2 separate regions of the Mus musculus genome follow, and region 2 is linked to region 1. A link is a contact called in public promoter capture Hi-C data. All regions are on one chromosome and are shown on one strand. The core of a region is the stretch at or near the end of the contact, and the rest is flanking DNA. Distances in the headings are between cores, read along the strand shown. Region 1 holds the start of Arc (activity regulated cytoskeletal-associated protein). Region 2 holds the start of Top1mt (DNA topoisomerase 1, mitochondrial).

The links. Promoter capture Hi-C pulls out the DNA fragments that hold promoters and counts their contacts.
Region 2: a promoter capture Hi-C map of pre-B cells shows a contact between it and region 1, with 4 times the contacts expected there. The contact joins the promoter of Top1mt here to the promoter of Arc in region 1. A contact is called at or near these places in 2 of 39 promoter capture datasets (the 3T3-L1 cell line and pre-B cells), 2 of 484 Hi-C or Micro-C datasets (CD4 T cells and muscle stem cells) and 1 of 115 datasets of contacts at active chromatin or transcription factors (astrocytes).

The regions. Positions count from the first base shown.
Region 1 is chr15:74,671,065-74,674,460 of GRCm38.p6, forward strand. Arc (activity regulated cytoskeletal-associated protein) reads right to left here and starts at 1,506. Exons shown (of 3, transcript NM_018790.3): 1 at 1-1,506. The coding sequence starts at 1,308. The coding sequence ends at 118. Gm32994 (a long non-coding RNA gene) reads left to right here and starts at 1,949. Exons shown (of 5, transcript XR_003951652.1): 1 at 1,949-2,359.
Region 2 is chr15:75,676,954-75,680,349 of GRCm38.p6, forward strand. It overlaps Top1mt (DNA topoisomerase 1, mitochondrial), which reads right to left and starts at 1,847. Exons shown (of 14, transcript NM_028404.3): 1 at 1,700-1,847. The coding sequence starts at 1,803.

The DNA of each region.
Region 1 (3,396 bases), core at 256-2,755:
AGTAGATGTCTGGCTGGACAGGGCATCCCTTTGGGAGTCAGCCCCAGCTCAAGTCCTAGTTGGCAAAAGCCACAGGCTGGGTGTGGCAGGCGGGCTGGGGACCCTGGGCTGGCCCCTCTATTCAGGCTGGGTCCTGTCACTGGCTACTGACTCGCTGGTAAGAGCAGGTGTGAGTGCCTCCGTCTCATCCTCTGTGGGCAGTGGGGTGCCAGAAGGCTCAGCTGCCTGCTCCAGGCCGTCCTGCACTTCCATACCCCTCTGGATAAGCTGCTCCAGGGTCTTGGGGAGTGGGTGGCGCAGAAAGCGCTTGAGTTTGGGCTGCAGGGTGCCCACCACATACTGAATGATCTCCTCCTCCTCAGCGTCCACATACAGTGTCTGGTACAGGTCCCGCTTGCGCCAGAGGAACTGGTCGAGTGGTTCACCCTGCTTCTGCGGCAGCTCCAGCTCCCGCTGAATGGCTTCACGGGAGAGTGTACCCTCACTGTATTGCAGAAACTCCTTCTTGAACTCCACCCAGTTCTTCACCGAGCCCTGCTTGAACTCCCACCACTTCTTGGCTGGCCCATTCATGTGGTTCTGGATCTGGGACAGCCAATATTCTTCAGAGCCACCCACCTGCCGCAGGTACTCTTCCAGGTGGCTCAGGAACTCCCGTGGGTCCTCGAAGATCTGTGTATCCACACCAGGGCTCGGTTGCCCATCCTCACCTGGCCCCCAAGACTGATATTGCTGAGCCTCAACTGACTCCTGTTCAGGCAGTTCTCCTGCGGCAGGTGGCGGGGTGATGGCATAGGGGCTAACGGTATAGTCATAGCCATCAGCTTCCTGGCAGTAGGGCTCTGGACCCCCCACACCTACAGAGACAGTGTGGCGGGCCGGCTCGCTGCCCACTGGGTATTTGCCGCCCATGGACTCCAGGCGGTCAGCCCACCTCTCCAGACGGTAGAAGACCTCCCTCCACACGTGCATCTCACGCTTGACCCAGCGCTCCAGGTTGGCGATGGTCTCCTGGCAGCGGCAAAGACAGGCCTTGATGGACTTCTTCCAGCGCTGTGAGTCGCCGGTGGGCACGTAGCCGTCCAAGTTGTTCTCCAGCTTGCCCACCGACCTGTGCAACCCTTTCAGCTCTCGCTCCACCTGCTTGGACACTTCGGTCAACAGATGCCGGTGGGTCCTCCGTACGTGTTCCAGCATCTCAGCTCGGCACTTACCAATCTGCAGGATCACATTGGGTTTGGCGGCCGGCCCACCCCGCGGGGCAGGGTAGGCGTGGAGGCCGCCGGTGGTCATATGGTCCAGCTCCATCTGGTCGTCGGTGCTGCGGCTCCGAACAGGCTAAGAACTCCTCTGAGGCAGAAGCCGGAAGGGAGCAGAGCCGGCGGCTGCAGCGGCAGTGGCAGGTGTGCGGTGCCGGAGGAGCTTAGCGAGTGTGGCAGGCTCGTCGCCGCTGAAGCTAGAGAGGCCCAGAGACTGCGGCTGCGGGAGAACTCGCTTGAGCTCTGCACCGAAACCGCCACCAGCGGCTATTTATGCTGCGCGGGGCCCGTGGGCGGCAGCTCGTGGAGCCCTGGCTCCCATTGGCGGCGCCCAGGCTCCGCGCCAGAGCCCGCCCGCGCCCTCTCCTGCCGCAGGCCCCGCCTTCCGCGCCTACTCGCTCCCCTCCCGTGGGTGCCCTCAAGGACCCGCCCCTTCACAGCCCCGAGTGACTAATGTGCTCTGCTGCGCGCCTCCCACCGGGAGGGATTTTGGGGACCGGAGACACTCTCCTCTACCTAGTCCTGGGCAGCGAGGATGAGGCTAAGGCAGGTTATTACCTACTGTTTGCCCTGGGGCCTCATGATCTCTTTTCTTAGGGAGCAGCTGGACGTTACCCCTCTGAATCTTTGATGCGCCCATCCTGACTCTTGCCCATCCTGACCACACAGTATGCAACTTCAGAAGTGCCTGGTAGGAATCTCTCACTCCAAACCCTTCTATCCTCAGCTGCCTTTGGTTAGCGGGACACACACACACACACACACACACACACACACACACACACACACCTACTTCCTGCCCAACCTTGCCCCAAGAGTCATAAGTCCAAATCCTAGCCTGGTCCAATATTGTTCGGGAACTCCACTCAGGCAAGGCTTTTTCTGGACCCCTTCATAGGTTTGTGGACACTGAGTGGCCCTGTCTGTGTGTCAGTGGCTGAACAGGGCCGCAGTGCCCTGAAACAGATGTATCACTTGAACCTGTACAGACACTGGGGTAGGGCATAGGGATATCAAGATGTGTAGGCAACATTGCTGAACCCTGAAGTCCCTAGGACCCAGCCACAACTGGACCAGAAGCTTCTCAAGCCTTCCAAGAGGTTAGTCCGGAGGAAGGAGGGAGGGAGAAGGAGGAAGGAGGGGAAGGAGCCTGCAGAGGAAAGCAAGATGCCATATAAGGAATGGGGCTCCGGAAGCTGAGATTCCCTCTAGAGGGAGGCCCCTTCCGATTCCCTGGCAACAGCCAACAGCGCTGTGGTGCAGTGGGGGAGGGCATCCTTCTTGACTTACACCAAGCCAGAAACACAGGTCTAGGTCTCCCATTTCCTGATGTTACTTGGGGACATATCACTGCCCACAGCAGAAGCCTACAGGGGCCCACAGACACATGGTGCCTGCAAGAACCCCCTTTCCTCTCTGCCAGCTCCCCCTCTCTCACACTCATACATACACACTGAACACTCATACCAACCAGCACTTAGCCCACTCACACCCTTCCATGTAGACTCATGCCCCCCACTCACGGCCCTCTCTGTGGACTCATGCCCCCCACTCATGGCCTTCCACACACACACCAGTGGCCCCCACTTGTAATCCACGTGTACTCACATCTCAGCTTCTCCCACCCCACTTTTGCTCACACACCTACAGAACTCTCCTAACCTCATATCCCTCAGAGCCCCCTCCTCTGTTTTCAAGAAGCTTTGGGGAGCCCTGCCTCTCTTAGAGCCAACCTGTCCCCCCTCCCCCCCCCCTCCACACACACACCCAGGGCTTCCATCCCTGAGAGGAATGTCTTTCTGGGGGAAAAAAAACTCCCCTAAAATGGCTCTCCTGGCATTTCTAATTAGAGGTGAGTAGGCGGACACAGAAGGCAGGCAGAGGGGCATCACTGCAGGGAGGGGAAACAAGCAGAGAAATTGCTAGAATAGGGACTAACTAGAGTTTTCCTATGGGGGAATCCTGGGAGCCGGGAGCTGCAGGCCTGAGTCTGGAGGGAGCTGAAGGTTAACCAAGGTCCTACGCCATGGGGTAGGGTTGACGGGGCAACTGGACCCTGGTCTGTCTGCACACATGCCAGCAGTAGCCCTTCAGTGGCCAGAGTCAGTCTCTCTGTACCCACACGGAAGCTGGTGGA
Region 2 (3,396 bases), core at 597-3,096, 1.0 Mb after region 1:
TTCCTACAACCTGGGTGAGGGTTTTCCAGGCACATGCTGGGCTTCCAGGCAGCCATCCTGGTGGGCCTTGTTGGCTCAACTCTGTATCCTGTGAGAGGCAAGAGGCCTACTGGTTTGAGGAAAGAAAGGATCAGGAAAATAAAGAGCATGTTACTTTTGTTTGTTGTGTAGCCCAAACTGACCTCAAACTTGACGCACTCTTGCCTCAGCCTCCAAAGTGCTGGGATTATAAGTATAAACTATCATGTCTGGTTTGACTTTTTTTTTTTTTTAATTTTCGAGACAGGGTTTCTCTGTGTAGCCCTGGCTGTCCTGGAACTCACTCTGTAGACCAGGCTGGCCTTGAACTCAGAAATCTGCCTGCCTCTGCCTCCCAGTGCTGGGATTAAAGGCGTGCAGCACCGCTGCCCCGAGACAAATAGTTTTTTAAAGGGCCTTTCTCGCTCTTCCTGCAAAGAAGGGACCAGGTGTGGTGGAGCTACAATGCCTGAAAGTGAGCATAGGTGGGGAGGTCAGGGGACAAGGGACCATGTCCTGAGCCAGTAAACAATTCCAGGTGTGCCCTCAGAAAGTAAGGAGCGGGCCGGGCTTCATAAACAGAGCAGCTCTTGCAAAGTAGCCAGAACTTGGATGCCTGAGGGGTGTGAGGGGTGAGAGGTGTCCCATGAACCATGCAGGAGGGAAAAAGAGAAAAGTGGTGGCCAAAGGTTCCCAGAGATAGGGGTTTAAATCCCATTCCGCTTCTCATGTGGGTCTAGGTGGGGAACAGTTCGGTGGCTGCATGCAGAAGTGCTTCGTGACACGACTCAGGCAGCTTTCCTCCAACATTCAGCCCAATTCGATGTCATAAAATGTGGACAAGCACCTCAGAACCTACACTGAGCGGCAAGCTCATTACCCAAACTGCTAGGCGAAGTCTACGGCCATCCCCATTTCACAGACAAGGACACTGAGATTGGGGCTATAAACAACTACTGTGGCGTGGCGTGGCGTGGGTGACATTCCTTTGTCCCACTGGAGAAGAGTATCAAGGAAGTTACCCCGATGTCCTGCTGTGAAGCCCTGTGTCTTCTCCTAGAGGCCACAACTCAGCCCCATTTGGAGAGTCAGGACAGCCCTGTCTTTCCCCTGGAATTTCTAGAGCCTAAGAGCTTAGCTGCCCCAGTCCGGGGCTGAGCTATCAAAAGCAGGTCAGCAGGTCAGCTGTAATGGCTGGCCCTGGAAGGGCTGTCTTCGCTGTGAACCCACCCACCACTCGGGCGATTAGACCAGGACATCCCCGCTCCCCAAGTGCTGTGAGCAACAATCCCACAACCCAGAGCTGGGCGCTTCCGGGAACCTCAGTACACGAGGGAAAGGTTGAAAAATCAGAATCTCACATATAATCTCAGCCTGGACAGCCATCCCAACCCCTAGGAAGTCCCTCGGGGCAGGCTGGTGACGTAAGGTAGGTATTGAAAGCTAAGGCCACGTGACAAAGAGTGTAAGAATCGTGGAGTGGGCCTGAGACCAATCAGGGAATCTGGGAACCACACTCCAAAGGGACCTCCTCCAAACCAAACGCGGCAGCCTGGAGGCCCAGACCCAATTACATGGGTGACCGATTTTTCCCAATGTGTCCGGTGTGGCCCGGCACAGGAGCAGGATTAGGCAAGTCACTGAGCCCTGTCTCGCCTGAGCTCCGTCCCACCCGCCTTACCCGGCTCTGTTCGCCTTCGCGACCCGGGACACCTGACAGGAAGGGACGCGGCAGGGGACATGCTGGAAACGCCGGCACAGGGCTCTGAGCCACAGCAGCAGCATGCGTGTGCGTGCATGCGTGGGCTCTGCCCGCTTTCCGAGGCCACGCCCTTCTGACAGAGCTCCGCCCCCACACGTCCAGGAGTCCCGCCCTGCCCGCCCACCTTGGGAAGGCGTCCCCAGCCAGGGCCGAGCATTGCCCCTCTCCCAGCGCTTCTACCTGCCATGGCAACCTGAGGAAGTCATGAGTAGACACACTTGGTCAGAGGGCCCTATCTACCCATCTAAGTGGCAAAACACCGAGTACCCACACCTCCAGGAGGACGCAGTTGCAGACACCAGCTGCCCTGCTCAAAGCAACTTCCTCTAGGCGACTGACCAACAGCACTGGAAGTCCTGCAAAAACTGCTGTTGCCTAGGCTCGCCGCCAAGAGACCAGGGCCATAAGCCATAGGCTCCCCCCTTCAACACATTCAGATCTGAAGACATGTGTACCAAGATCTCAAGACATTTGTACCAAGCAACAAAAATCTCCTAATCCGCGGACAGCTGCTCCCCGAGCCAGCAGCAGGCAGCCTTGGTATTTCCACTGAAACAGCACACAGGCCTGCAAGAAAGTGGTGAACAGGAAAGGTAAAAAATGAGACGGAGACCAGCAAGAAAGAGCTAGCCTATCCTGTAGGTCCCGCCCACGGTTACCAACTCACTGGATTCCTACTGACATCTAGCGGCCCGAGGCAGGAACAGAGCCGGGGAGAGGCTAGTGGGCCCCCTGCTGGACACGGCCAGTACTACAAAAAGTTTGCTGAGTATGATCAACAGACCAGCAAGACTTTGGGCATTCCAGGTCTGTAGCTGGCTGTCCAGGACCCTTGTACCCTTGAAGACCAGCTGGAGTTGTGACAGTTGGGGAGCATGGCCTCACAGCGTTCATATCCTCATAGCAGGTAAAAGGAGCCCTGTTTGCAACTGAGACCAGGCTTGAGGAAGAATTTCAGGTAGATGATGATGAATGCTGGAGCTGACAGTCAGACCTCCTGAGCCCAAAGTCCGTCATAAGGCTGTTCTGTGACAGCAGTGTCCACTCACACGTCGTAGCCGCCAACAGAGAGCTGGAGGGTGGGGAGGGCTTCATTGTGTAGAAGCCACAATTCAGGATAAGCAGGGGCATTTGACTTCAATACAAACTCAATGCAACCATCTCATTACGAGTAACATACAAGCGTTTTCACGTCGCTTTCCTCAACTTGATGGGCTACAATGGCCTGTGTCTGCCTGTGGGAGTCCACCATCTGCTCTTTACTAGACAAGTTTAATTTCTCTGAATCTCAGCCTCCTCCAGCACCTCCTCCAGAAAGTCTGATAAGAGCGAGGCAGACACATACACACTCAGAGACTTCAACCGCCTCTCTCCCTGGCGCCCCTGAAACCCACAGCTCAAAACTCCACTGCAGCAGCTGGAGAGATGGCACAGCCAATGAGTGCTTGCTGCACCAGCATAAGGGTCTGAGTTTGAGCCCTAGCACCTATGTTGAAAAGCAAGGTGGCACACTCTTGTAACCTCAGCTCTGGGGAGGCAGAGACAGGCAGAGACAGGCTGGCTTGATGGCCAGCCAGCCTAGCCAATTAGTGAGTTCCAGTAGGTTGACTGACACC